2 separate regions of the Triticum aestivum genome follow, and region 2 is linked to region 1. Evidence: chromatin contacts called from public Hi-C data. All regions are on one chromosome and are shown on one strand. The core of a region is the stretch at or near the end of the contact, and the rest is flanking DNA. Distances in the headings are between cores, read along the strand shown. Region 1 holds the start of LOC123096612. Region 2 holds the start of LOC123095930 (SWI/SNF complex subunit SWI3D).

Region 1 (7,000 bases), core at 1,435-3,934:
CATTGTTCTATTTGAGCAAACAATCCCCAAATTTCGCAATAGCAGCGGCGTAGACAGCTTAACAGCACTTGTTGCAGCATTGTCAGAAATCATCGATAGCCTAAGGCTTAAGCACTCCAATTTATTCAGGACCACCCAGAATTGTGCAAGGGAGAAGGGTGCGGGTGAAGATCTTACAATATCGGGGCCTCCTGGTCGCAGTTGGTACGGTGGCCTCTCCACCCTCATGGGGATGACCTGAGCCTCCCACTCCATCATCGAGGTGACGCGGGAGCGGTTGATGGCCTCGACGGTGACGCGCCTGTGCCACCGGCGGTACCGACCGTTGGCCCGGAGCGCGCTGAGCCTGGCCGACGTGCCATGGAGGAGCACGACGCTGCCGTTCTTCCCCGGGGTGGTCCACCACATGACGTGGGAGTCCTCCGGCTCGTCGAAGGCGCACTGGGCGGCGTCGAAGCCGACGTGGCCGGGCCCCGCCTCGGCGCGCGTGACGGCGAGGTGGCGGCCGTAGGCTCCGCGGAGCAGGACGAAGTAGTTGGTGTCGGTCTCCAGGACCTGCGCGACCCACGCCGTGTTGACCATCCCGCGGCGGGGGTCGATGGAGACGCCCCGCCCCGTCTCGTCGGCGCAGAGGTAACCGCCGCGGCCGCGGTTGCGGAGCCGCACGTACTGGCCGTCCTGGAAGGGCGCCACGCCCATCTCGGCCCAGACCGACTTGCCGGAGGCCACCGCACCCGCCGTACCGGACTTGCCGGGGACCCTCGCACCCGCCGAACCGGACTTGCCGCGGGCCGCCGCGCTCGCCGAGCTCGACTTGCCGGGGGCCATCGCGCTCGCCGAACCGGACTTGCCGCGGGACGCCTCCTCCTCGGAAGACGACGGCGGCGGCGACATGGCTAGAGGAGGAGGTGGATCATGCGCGGGGAGCGGCGAGCGGGCGAGGGGGAGAGGGGAGAGGCAAAGAGGGAGGAGGAATGTTTGTTGCCGCGGGCGGTTATCGTCCACTGTAGCGCCAAGCCAAGGCGGAGGGCGTTTAAATAAGCTCCCCGCACCGCACGCGGAGGGGCGGCGAATCCAACGCGCAGGCGCAGGGAGGTTCCGCCCGCTGACGCGTGGGGCCCGCCAGCTGGCCGTGCCGCGCGCGCCACGTGGTCCCCGCCTGCCTTGCCGAGGAAGGAGTTGACCCCGTCGACGACCCGGGCCGCCGCCTCTTCGTGGGTGCTCCTCGCCGGCGACGATGATACTCTCCTGTTCCCCCGGCCGCCGTCCTGACCATGGCTCCGGTCTCCGGCAGGTCAGGTGCTCCACGCCGCCGGGCCGCCGCCGTGGGACTCGGCGAGGGGAGGGATCGACGGCCCGCGGGTGGCTGAGGCGCCGCGGAGGACGGAGGAGGAGGGCGAGGGGTGGTGGTGGGGTGGGTAGTTGTTGAGGAGGGTGGTTGCCTGATTGGGGCGGAGGGACGGCGACCGGAGTAGCAGTAGTGTACGTCGCTTGAACAGCGCGGCGGTGCGTCCAACGAAAACGTTGCAGGTTTTTTTTTTTTTTTTTTGAGAAGACGAAAACGTTGCAGGTGTGGTGTGGGTGTGGCGACAGCGGTGGGCCTGCGGTCTAGGGCGAGAGTGACAGACACCGGACTGGTTTGGACTTGGGAATTTGGTGGAATCCAGCGACCGGGTGGGTTTAATTGCGTTGTAGGCCAAACCCAGCCCTTTTTGCTGGGTCAAAAGCCCAGGCTACCTGATCCGTAGACCGCGGTGTACTCTAGGAGTTGGAAGTTTCTCACTGAGGTCGACCCTCGAACCTCTTGTTATTCTAAAAAAAAGACTATATATGCGTACATCAATTATATCACACACATATATATGCACATGTATTTGTCAAAGAAATATAGTTGCGTCCATTCCACTTACATCATTGTACTTGGACTGTCGCTCCCGCTGCCTCCACGGGTGCGGCTCAGGCGAACCCTGCCTGCCGGAGAAAGCCGGACAAGCTTCGCTCATCCGGCGAACGATGATGGCAGTCTCGCCACCTTCCTCCACGAGGACTCCTTTGGCTGTGGCGCAACGGTGCCCCTAGGCAATGGCGGAGCTAGCCGACAATCCATGGGGGGGTGGGGGGGGACACAAATCACCAGTGTTTGTGGGGGCCAAATGCTAAAAAAATTCCAATCTAAGCCCTATTAAAAAAATTCTTCAGAAAATTATCCAAGGTTGTGGGGGGAACGGCCCCCCTAGCCTCAACATAGGTCCGCCACTGCCCCTAGGCACCATGCGTGGCAACAGAGTCGGGATACTAAGGCAGTGCCCCCAGGGGGATTTAAGCGGTGGTTGCGCCGCCTGGCAATTGACACGCGTTCCCCGGCCCAAATCCGTTTTGCTACGGGTGGTGTGGGCTCAAGACGGCGGCCCTGGACGATGGTGGCTTCACGCATGTGTGGCTCTCTTCATCGGCGTGGTTGGGGGCGGCCGGAGATGCGTTGGGCGTGGAGAGTCCGGGCAAGGCCTGGATGTGGTGCCGGTTGGTGTCCACGGTTGACTTTGTCCAATGGTCGGCGCGCGCGGCGGTAGGAACTTGGTGGTTTGTGACCTGTTGTGGATCGTGTATCCCACAGTGGCGGCACTGGGCGGCGGCCCGAAGGGTCTTTGCTTCGGTGTTGCAAGGACGACCGCCCGTGGTCGTCATTGGTGTGCAGTGAGGCTGACGGCATCCGGTGTCACCTCGTTGTTGATGAGCGTCGCTCTTCTTCCTGTAGCGATGGACTCACCGGTGACCTACTCGCCGCGGGATGGGGGGGGCTTGTTTCCGTTCACCGGAACAAGCGGCGGCGGTGTCATAACGTCGTTCCCTTCATGCAGGTGCTGCCTTGGTTGTTCGCGGAATCCTCGATGGTGGAGTTTGAGGCATCTCAGTTCTTGGTGTGGATTGCCTCTCGGGACATGGGCCTCCATGGCGCAATGTATGCCATCTCCGACGCCTCTTGCCTTCTTCTTCGGGTCCGGATAGGTCATGCCACCCACTTGCTGACTGTAGGCGCTATATGGTGGGTGGTACATTAATCCAGCCAGTTCTGTATTTGTCGTTGTAATATGGATGTGGGGTAGCAACATATGTGGCTTATAGGAAATGCTGGAATTATGTGGTTCTGATTCATTAATTCATATGACAGTGACAATGATCTTATGTTGTTTTCTGCTGAAGCTGAAACTGATTAAGCTGCCAATAAGGCCATCAAGCTCCACTGCCTCATTGATGATTAGGCTGCTACATTGCTACTTGATTTAGGCAGCTCTCATTCGTGTTCTCAATCAACAGTTTACTTGTAAGTTGCCTCATCAACACCCATTGAATAAACTGCAGAGTGTGTGACTTGCTGGGGTGAAGTTGGATTGCACACACTAGATTCGTAATGTACTTAGTCAGATGTTGGATTTCAATTCACAACTGATTTAAAGATTCTGCCTCTTAAGCATTTTAATGGTATTATTGGCATGGGTTGGTTGTTAGCCCGAGGAACGATGAGTGTCAATTGGCATCAAAAGGGGATGTCACTTGATTACAAGGGCGGTTTTTGTGTTTGCAAGGTGAGCCGCTGGCTAAGTTTTCGTACACTGTTATGGAGTTGCAATTTATCGACAATATATGATGGCTGACTGTGCATATGACTATATGAGTTTGTTTTCGTCACTCTGACTGGCCAACCACCTCATAGGGCTTGTGAAACAGAATTCCTTTAACCGAGGGTGCTAAACCAATCAATATCCAGCCCTGTAGACATTTGTCAGAGTTGAAGTCTGAAATTAAAGTGCAGGTGGGTAAGATGCTCAAGTCCGGAGTGCTATTACCCAGTTCCAATCCCTTTGCTCACCTATCACGGCGCGCAAGAAGGGCCTAACATGGCGTGTATGTGTCGATTACATACATTTGAACTTATTGACTCTCAAGTGCAAGTTTCCTTTATCTGTCATTGATGAACTCCTGGATGAATTGGAAGGTACATCCTAGTTTTCGAAGCTCGATTTGCGAGCAGATTTCCACCAGATTCGACTGGCCCAGGCGAAGAGTACCAAACTGCGTTTCATCCTCACAATATTGCCACCGCGAGTTTAATGTCATGGCGTTCGATTAAGAGGCGCCCAACAACCTTCCAAGCAGTTATTTAGAAATGTACTTGTGCAACTTTTTTGATTTTTTTCGGCATTTAGAATGTGTTTTCTGAAGTGGGTACATATGTAGCAAGGGTTCATCCATGTATGTTCCGTATAGTTTGCCCAATCTCCTGGTTCCGACTGCGCCATTTGACAATCCTTATAAACTAAAAATGTATGGACGATAAATTCAACATTGCGTACGCAAGCTATGCAACACCAAATTGACACCATCAGTTTCGTATGAGTGAAATATTAGCACTGTCTAAAAGTTCAGAATGACCATACCGCAGCTTATATACAACAATATAAAGTTCAGAGGACGAGATCTAAACTAGTCGCATGCATGCATGCATGTCTACTCGCGTGCACGTGATACATTCTTTTTCATGCTACACATGACCCTCAGATTGTCTATAAAACGAACAGCCTCCATATAAACCGTTCTTTTTCCCTGAAAAAAAAGGTGGATCAAAACAAAAACATTCTCCGAAAAGATATAAAAAAGGAAAGAAGCAATTTATTGCAGAAGCTGGCGTCCGACGTCACCGATCCGCGCCTCGCCCGTCCCAGCCAATCACAGCGCGCCTCGCACCCCAACCCTACGCTATAAAACCCGAGGCGCCGCCGCGGGTTCTCCTCCCACCCCACCAAATCCCCAGTCCAGTCCCCACCTCTCGAGAGGGTTTAGAAGCTTCCGGAGGCGAATCGGCGATGAGTTCCACCGGAGGCGTCGCCGGCCGCGGCAAGGCAAAGGCGACCAAGTCGGTGTCGCGGTCGTCCAAGGCCGGGCTCCAGTTCCCCGTCGGCCGCATCGCGCGCTACCTCAAGGCCGGCAAGTACGCCGAGCGTGTTGGCGCCGGCGCCCCCGTCTACCTCTCCGCCGTCCTCGAGTACCTCGCCGCCGAGGTATCCTAGACATCATCGATCCCCCTTCTCTTTTCGTTTTCCGTCAGTCGATCGCCGCCCGTCCGATCTCGTGCGCCTCGCCCCGCCTCGCCCGATCGTTCGTTCGTTATCCGTGATTCGAGTCGGATTGGGGTTTGATTTGATCGTTTCCATTGCCGCCGGATACGTACGCAGGTGCTGGAGCTGGCCGGGAACGCGGCGCGGGACAACAAGAAGACCCGGATCGTGCCGCGGCACATCCAGCTGGCGGTGCGCAACGACGAGGAGCTGAGCAAGCTGCTGGGCTCGGTGACGATCGCCAACGGCGGCGTGATGCCCAACATCAACCAGGTGCTGCTGCCCAAGAAGGCCGGGCCCAAGGGGGAGCTGGGCTCGGCCTCCCAGGAGTTCTGAGCGCGCGCGGCTTCAAGGCGAAGAAGGAGAGGCCGTCCTGTCATGTGATCTTGTCTGCCTGACGACGATGTTCATCTGAAGTTGTGGGTTGGGGTGTTTCGGGAGTCTGAAACTCGGGATGGAAAAAAACCTTGGTGTCTTCTGGGCTCTGTCGTGGTTGAATGAGTGAGTCGATCGATCAGTAGAAGAGTGAAAATATATACTATGTGGTTTCGTATATGCGAAAATGATGGTGCGCAGCTGTCTTTTAATATTGATTTGGTTCGGTTGTTTGAATGATTGAATGAATTCCCTGTGAAATTTTAGTTACAGGAATCTGACTAGTCTTGGTCTGAAAGAAATGATCATCTCGCTGTGGAAATAAAACAGCTCCTCTTAGCCCTGTGGAAATAAAACAGCATCAAACGCTGTACCTCTTTCAGAAATCAGCCAACATAGCTCTTAAGTTGCAGAAGGTGATATAATAAGTATCATCTGATTAACAAACGAAAATGCAGACAAAAATGCTATTCATGTATATATATAGCTGTGGCTGCAACTGCAATGTCTGAATTCCTGGTTACTGTTTAATCAGCTTGCTTGCTTGTTGCTTTTTAATCAGCTTTGGAACGTCTGAATTCATGTATATATATAGCTGTGGTTGCTATTCAGTTTGGTTTGATCATCCGAATGAATGAATTCCCAGGGGCGGTGTAGTTTCCTGAATCTGATTACTCTGTCTCTACTCTTGTCTGAAACGACTGCGTGTTGTCGAAGAGATCATCTTGCTTCCTGTGCCCGTTTCCTCTTCGTCCAGGGGAAACAGAACAGCAGTAAAATGCTGCTTGCACGAACGAATGTTGTTCTTGGCATTCTCTCTGTCCCTCTCCCAGAGATCCGGAAACATTAGTCTGCAGTTGCAGAGCCAAAATCCACACGTGCCAGTGACTTCTGTGCTAGTGCTCAGCAAGTTTCACCATTGGATTCTTCTCATCATAGCAAAATGAGAATGTCTGATTAACAAAATGAAAAAGATTACAAAAATGCTATACATCAACAGCCTTGTCTGCAATGCCTGAATTACACACCCTGATCAGTAACGAATCAACTTGCTTGCTGCTCGTCAAGTGTTGATCGATCGGTTACTTCTTGCCGCTAAGGATGTTGGCCCTCATGGTCTCCAGCTCTGCCATGTTGGCCTCGACGCCGGCGAAGGACGGCTCCGGGATCGGCTCCTCCACCATCTGCGACAGCCTGACGAGGCTCCTGCAGGCCAGCACGGCGCGCGCGTCCATGGTCTCCATGGCCCTCAGGTAGAGGCACTGCGACGCCCGGGCGGCCTGCGTCCTCAGCTGGTCGGAGTTGGTCGGGCCCAGCAGGCAATGCCCCACGATCCGCAGCGCCGGCTGGAACAGCTCCCACGGCATAGGCACCCTCCGCCACTTCTCCTCGCCGCTCTCGGCGGAGGCGATCCGGGCCTTGTCGTCGCTGCGGTGCTTCCCCGTCCACGCGACGCAGAACTCGCAGAAGTCCATCTTGGAGGAGAGCGGCATGAGCCCGATCTTGGCGTG
Region 2 (6,886 bases), core at 2,727-5,226, 150 kb after region 1:
TTCATCATGATTTTGAACATGAACATGAACCATTCTTAGGCTACAAAAAAGAGGATTGATTTGACTCAAAGTAATTGGGGGATCGGAGGAGCTTACTTTCCTCTTTTTGGAGCCATCTCGATCCACAAAATTCGTGAAGAAACGAAGAAGATCGGAGGGGGGAAGTGGAGGAGATGAGAAAGGGGCGAGAGGAAGAAGAAGGCAGCTGGGTGGGGGGATAAGGGGGTGGGGTGGGTTGGGTGGGCCGGCTGGGTTTATAAATGCCCAAACCCTACCGCTAGGGACCACGTCAATAGGGATCGACAACCTACCGCCATAGGGTGCGGCGGTAGCGTCGGAGCATCTGTGTTAGGTTTCTGTGACCAAAACTGCCATCAGCTCAGCGGGAGGGCTGCACACCCTATCGCCAGGGCCTTTGGCGGTAGGACCCTACCGCCATGACGCCTAGCGATAGGGTGTGCAACCCTCCCGCTGAGCTGCTGGCAGTTTTGGTCACAGGAGGGGGCGTGCTGGGGGAGGCCCTCTACCGCCGGCGGGTGTGGCGGTAGGCTGTACATACCTACCGCCGTAGGGCCTCGCGGTAGGGTGGCCCATAGTGCATTTTTTGCACCTCCTAACTTCTCTTGTCTTCAATTTTTTGCACATAACAATTAAATACTTATAAACATGAAGCATATGTATCACATAGCAAGCACACATCCACAAATCCACAAATAATAAAGTTGGATACATAACAAGCACACATCCACGAGCAAGTTTTACATAGCAAGTTCACGAAACAGTTTCAGGAGCAAATGGTTCACGAAGCAAACATGAAATGTTTATAGTTCAACGGCACGCCACGGCAGCAACTTCAGTCCCTCCTTCCCCTCTTCGACGTTCGGTCCTCGTTGGTCTTTGATCACTTCTCGGCCGTCGTCTTCTTGCGGTGAGTAGGACGCGCTTTCTGAATGGGGATGGACTCTTCCAATCCTTCTTCGTCACATTCCTCTTCTCACGCTGGGTTGGCTGAGTTGCTGGAGGTCCGTCGTCATCATCATACTCCTCCTCCTCATCGTCCTCTTCCTCTTTTTCACCATGTTCTTCTTCTGCTCCCTCTTCCTCGCCCTCTTCTTCATCTTCCTCTTCATCATCATCGTCCTCGCTCTCCTCCTCGTCATCTTGAACCGCCCTAGACGACGAGGCTGCATGGCTCGATGAAGCGAGACTACGCATCGGCGCAGGAGCAAAAACATCCTCGGTGTTTGTAGGGCACCCAAGCAGGCCCACAAGCCTGTGTGCTTTGTTGACGTACTTCTGCAATGATAACGAAACAATGCGAACTTCTGCAATGTCCAATTTCTGCAAATGAACTTAAGAAAATGAACTCCATATTACCTTCACCGTTTCCCTCAACTTGTTCTCGTCTTGAGGGTTACCTTCACCGTTTCCCTCAACTTGTTCTCCATATTAACACAAAAAATTATGAACTAGGTTCATCTTGAGGGTTCAACATTTGTTCTCCAACTATATCCACTACTTGCATCATAGCATATCAACATGCATCATCATATCACAATAAATTCCTCCAACATGCATCATATAAAAAAATCCTTCAAAAATAATATGAACTAGGGTTCATCTTCACATAACCATACCAACTAGTGACTAGAGTTCATATCTAATACAATATAACATCTATAATCAACCTAAATCAATCCTAGGGTTCAAAATATTTAAATCTAGTTCAAGAAGGGGGGGGGTGATTTGAATCAAATAATGCGACGAATCGGAAGCTATTTGACTAAAACTAATTGGAGGGTCCGAAGGAGCTTACTTTTCTTTCTTCGGGGCCATCTTGATCTGCAAAAACGGTGAAGAAACGACGAAGATCAGAGGGGGGCTGTGGAGGAGATGAGAGAGGGGGCGAGAGGAACAACTCCTCTGTTCTTGGGGCGCCTGGGTGGGGGGAGAAGGGGGGTGGGGCGGCCGGCCCGCGGGCTTGTAACTGCCCACACCCTACCGCCAGGGTCCTTGGCGGTAGGATCGGGCAGACTATCGCCAGGACCAGCGACGGTAGGGTGGGACGGAGGCTGTTACCGCTGCTGACGTGGATAAGTTTCCTACCGCCGCAGGTGCTGGCGGTAGGCTATAGCATCCTACCGCCGGGCCTCGTGGCGGTAGGAGAAATGATCAAATCTCGAAAAAAATTCAAACTGAGATCAGATCTCGATTTTGTTAGACAAAAAGGTCAAAACACAAAATTTTGCCACGGGAGCACCCTCGAAGACAGGGCGACATTGTGACGTAGCTATCGGGAAGTGGCCGTCCGGAGCCAGAAGTTGCCGGTGACCAGTGGCGGAGCCAGCTTACTGGCAAGGCTTGGCGTCCGCCACACCTAAATCTGCCGCAAGTATGTACCTATAGTACATATACCAGTACGCTTACGTATTTCATGCTGGTGGGCTGACGTAGCCTACAAGTACCTCGTATATATACTGCACTATATTGCCTGCGTGTTGGGCACGTTGCTGACCGGCGTGCATGCAACTTAACTACACCGCGCTAAAATACAAATGCACGTAGAATAAAGAATCTGAACCGTTCGATGAAAAAGAGAATACATGATACAACCGGCCAACTCACGGCCGCGATCGCAACAGCTTCCTAGTTCAAAACTGCCAGGGATTTTGAGTGCCAATACTTGAGTTTTGGGTTTCGCGGCCGTATAGTATCTACTCCCTCCGTTTCTAAATATAATCCTTTTTAAAAATTTCAATACGAACTACATACGCATATATACAAACATATTTAACAGTGTAGATTCATTTATTTTGCTTCTTATGTATAATTCGTATTGAAATATCTAAAATGTATTATATTTAGAAACAGAGGGAGTAGTATTCTAGTAAGATCTTGCATAGTTGCATTACACATGATTTTCTCTTTCGTGAATATCGCCACACCTGAAATTTATTCCTGCCTCCGCCACTGACAGTGAATGGAGGCTCGCATCACCGTCTTGGAGAAGAATGTGGCATAGAAAATTGGGCAAACACCGTAGATCCGTCCATACCTGCTAGCTTCCCGACGTAGCCAAAGTTTGCCATGCTTGCTAAAGGAAGAAGAAACCAACATATGGAATCACGAGCTATCGTCGTCCATACCACCGAACGACATCGTCAAAGACCACCTACAAGAAGTGAAGACAAAATTGTGACCCCCCCTAGACCGAAGCTCCACATGCCTTCCATCGATACCAACCAGCACCGCCAGAATGAGGCAAGATGTGGAGACCTTATTCCATGTCGCCGATCAACATCACCTCGCCATCGCATGTAGGACACCTAGAATGATCCCTAAACAGTGCTAGGGTGACCTGAACAACACGGCTAACCCCAGACCAGGGTTTATCCCCTCATCAATGCTGGAAGGCTTTGTGATGCGAGGGAAACCGTCATGAACAACACACATGAGAGGCACAATTACGCCAAAGATGTACCATCCTCAGCGTATATTTGTACATCAATGTGGTTGCTTTAGCACAATCACGTCAAAGATGTGCCATCGTCTACTTATATCAAAACATCAATGCTATTAATTTTGTACCATGGAATTTCAATACCTTTTCAGTAGTCGTACTAGATTATCGGGTATTTAGTATATGGGATTTTAATTCCTTTTCACAAGCTGTACCCGATTAGGCGATTACCATTCATTCAGTATACCTCACCATTAAGCTCTACCGCTGTAAGAATTGTTTGCTTCGCTCTTAATCTTGTCCTCATTCTGGCGATCTACCGGCGGAGGAGGATGGCAGCGGGGGAGGAACCCTAGATCTCTTCAACCTCTTTTTTCCAAAAAAATAATAATCCTATGTATAACTCCTCCCGTCCCGGCGTTAGCCACCGGCAGCGCGGGCTCCACCAGCCAGTGAGACAGCACCGTGCCGCACTGCCGCTACGGGAACCCAACGACGGACCCCAGGTTTCAACCCGGTCCAGAGGAAGGAGAGGGGAAGGGAGAGCCCACAGAGAGAGCACTCACAGGGGCAGCGCAGGGCAGGCGGCGTGCCCTCACTCGCCTCCCCATCTCGGAGCTGGCCCTCGGCGCCGGAGCGGTGAGAGAATCCGAGAGCTCCCGCGGCGGCCCCCATGGAGCCCAAGCCCCAGCCCGCGGCCCACGGCGACGGGGCGCCGGCCGAGGCCCCCCGCCGCCGCGGCGGCGGCGGCAAGCGCAAGGCGTCGGGGTCGTCGTTCACGCCGTCCAAGCGGCACGCCAAGGAGCGCAACGCCGCCTTCCACGCGCCCTCGCACATGCTGCACAGCGGGCCGCTCACGCGCGCCGCGCGCCAGTCGCCGCACAAGCTCTCGACCGCCCCGGCGGATGCGGCCCCCGCGGCGGCCGTGCCCGGGGGATCGGGCCCGGGCGAGGGCGCCGCGATTCGGCCCGACGAGGTGCAGACGCCCGCCGAGGAAACGCCGCTGGTGGACGAGGGGTTCGAGGCCGTTCGATCCCGCGGCGCCGGCGTCCATGTGGTCCCTACCTTCGCCGGTGAGCCCTCTCCCCTGTACAGTCGCTTGATCTCTCGTTTGGGGTGGTGAATTGCTGGAACGAGGGTGGTTGTGAGGAGTCCGCGTTTTGCTAGGGCTTTCCGAGTAGAAGCGTTCGGTAAATTACCACTGGTTCACCGCATCCTCCTGCTATTTAAATGCTTTACCGGAATGAACCAGTAGCATGTAGCAGAGGAGTGTAGTTCGATGGTTAGCATTGTTGCTGCAGTTAAGTAACCTGAATTAATACTTGTAAGTTGCACAATGATGTGCTCATTGTAGTTTTCATCGATAGATTTAGCTCAACTTGAGTGCATGCTCATTCTGTTGATTTCAGATTTAACTGCCTGATATAGGAATTTACTACAAATCATTGCCTTTATTACTTCTAGTGTGTGGTGGTAAACAGCTATTAATATCTATTTGCCTTCCTCTTTGCTGTTGCCTTGTGCAAATGAACAGTTGAGTGCTCATCATTTTGCTTTCTTCCATGTGCTTGGAGCATGACTTGTTTTCTTTTGAGAGATATCTTCTCCTTGTAAGTATTTTAACCATAGATCAGCTTTCTGACATTACTATATATACGAGCAATTGCAACCTTGGTAAATCTTGATAACACAGTAAACAGTTACCTCACCATGAAAGGAAAGCACCATGGCAGATCTTGATAATTGCTGTAATCCAGTAACCATGTGCAACCATGACTAATACTGGCATAACCACTTCATTCATGTAATATGCTAATACTGCTTTTGTCTGTTGAAGGCCATACTAGCAACCACCTTATGATTCTATGTGATTGATCTTTGCGTAGTCTCTTATTTTCTTGAAATGCATGGTTTTTGTCTGTTCAAACTTCAAAGCATGCAAAGCCCATTTTCTTGAACTAAAATATTGTAAATACTATTTAGCAGAAGATATATTTTATGGTTTGATGCTGCCTTTCAAGTTTCCACCCTAATTGTCTTAATTATGATAACATGCTTTCCTTCTTTATTCATGTTCTGAAATCAATTTTCTTTCGAAATTAAAAAGTGCACAACAACAAATCATTTTCTTCTGCAGGATGGTTTTCATGGAAGGAAATCCACCAAGTTGAGAAGCAAACCTTGCCTTCGTTTTTTAATGGAAAATCTGAGAAGCGGACACCAGAGATATACTCGGGGATTAGAAATTCTATCATGATGAAATTTCATGCCAATCCTCAGCTGCAGCTGGAGCCCAAAGATTTGGCTGAGCTGTCAGTTGGGGAGGTCGATGCTCGACAGGAAGTGTTTGATTTTTTGGATCACTGGGGCCTGATCAATTTCCACCCTTTTCCACCTGCTGGCCTAGAAGAGAGTAAGCCAGAGGAGAGCCAAAGCGATTCTCGCAATGAGGAGAAAGCTTCTCTCATTGAGAAGCTGTTTAAATTTGAACCGGTTCAGTCATACATGATTCCTTTACCAAATAAAGGGGAGGGGGAAATTCCAGTGCCTCTGCCTACCTTGCTTCCTGATCCTGTTCTAGTGGAAGATGTAATTGCAGCAGCTGAGCCTTCCGTTGAGTACCATTGCAACTCTTGTTCAGTTGATTGCTCAGGCAAGCGCTATCATTGCCGGACCCAGGTAAGCATTTTTTTAGTGCCACATCCCTGCTCGGATTATTGCTATATCACCATATGTTATATCACCCATTAGAATCATACTGATATAGTGTACCTTGTGATTCAATTTGTGGATGGCAGCATTGATTTTTGTTTTATTGCTGCAGGCAGATTTTGACCTGTGTTCTAACTGCTACAACGAAGAAAAATTCGATGGAGGCATGTCCAAAACAGATTTCATCCTCATGGATTCCACAGAAGTTTCTGGTGCTCGTGGTACTAGCTGGACTGATGAGGAGACATTGCTTCTCTTAGAAGCTCTGGAAATTTTTGGTGGAAAATGGACTGAGATTGCCGAACATGTTGCTACAAAAACAAAAACACAGTGTATGTTACACTTTCTGCAAATGCAAATTGAGGATCGCTTCCATGATGGTGATGATATTCACCAAAATATCCATGAAAGCACAGAGCAAGCCTTGGTGGAAAAAGGCACCCCTGAAGTACCTGAGAAAATGGAAACTGAAGAGAAAGTTGAAGGAAAAGATACCAAGGATGAGAAGCCTTCAGAGAAAACGGAAGGCAATCACGCAGAAGAAAAAACAGAAGAAGGAAGTGTTGTTGAAAATAAAGATGCCAAAAATTCAGGTGGTGCAGATTCAGTCACAACACCAAACGTTGATGAGCCAAAACCATCTTCTGATACTGACCTAGCAAAGGAAAATTCTGTTAATCTTGATACTTCTGAGAAAAATGCGCCAGATGATGC

The links. Hi-C and Micro-C count contacts between places; a contact is called where the count stands out from the background.
Region 2: a contact with region 1 is called in a Hi-C map of leaf, with 3 times the contacts expected there. The contact joins the promoter of LOC123095930 here to the promoter of LOC123096612 in region 1. A contact is called at or near these places in 2 of 5 Hi-C or Micro-C datasets (both in leaf).

What each region holds. Positions count from the first base shown.
Region 1 is chr4D:29,817,006-29,824,005 of IWGSC CS RefSeq v2.1, forward strand. LOC123096612 reads right to left here and starts at 2,685. Exons shown (of 4, transcript XM_044518377.1): 1 at 2,431-2,685; 2 at 178-1,608. The coding sequence starts at 2,685. LOC123099500 (histone H2AX) reads left to right here and starts at 4,801. Exons shown (of 2, transcript XM_044521648.1): 1 at 4,801-5,057; 2 at 5,232-5,759. The coding sequence starts at 4,863. The coding sequence ends at 5,450. LOC123099501 reads right to left here. Exons shown (of 1, transcript XM_044521649.1): 1 at 6,415-7,000. The coding sequence ends at 6,572.
Region 2 is chr4D:29,961,428-29,968,313 of IWGSC CS RefSeq v2.1, forward strand. It overlaps LOC123095930 (SWI/SNF complex subunit SWI3D), which reads left to right and starts at 3,977. Exons shown (of 8, transcript XM_044517502.1): 1 at 3,977-4,533; 2 at 5,598-6,139; 3 at 6,285-6,886. The coding sequence starts at 4,134.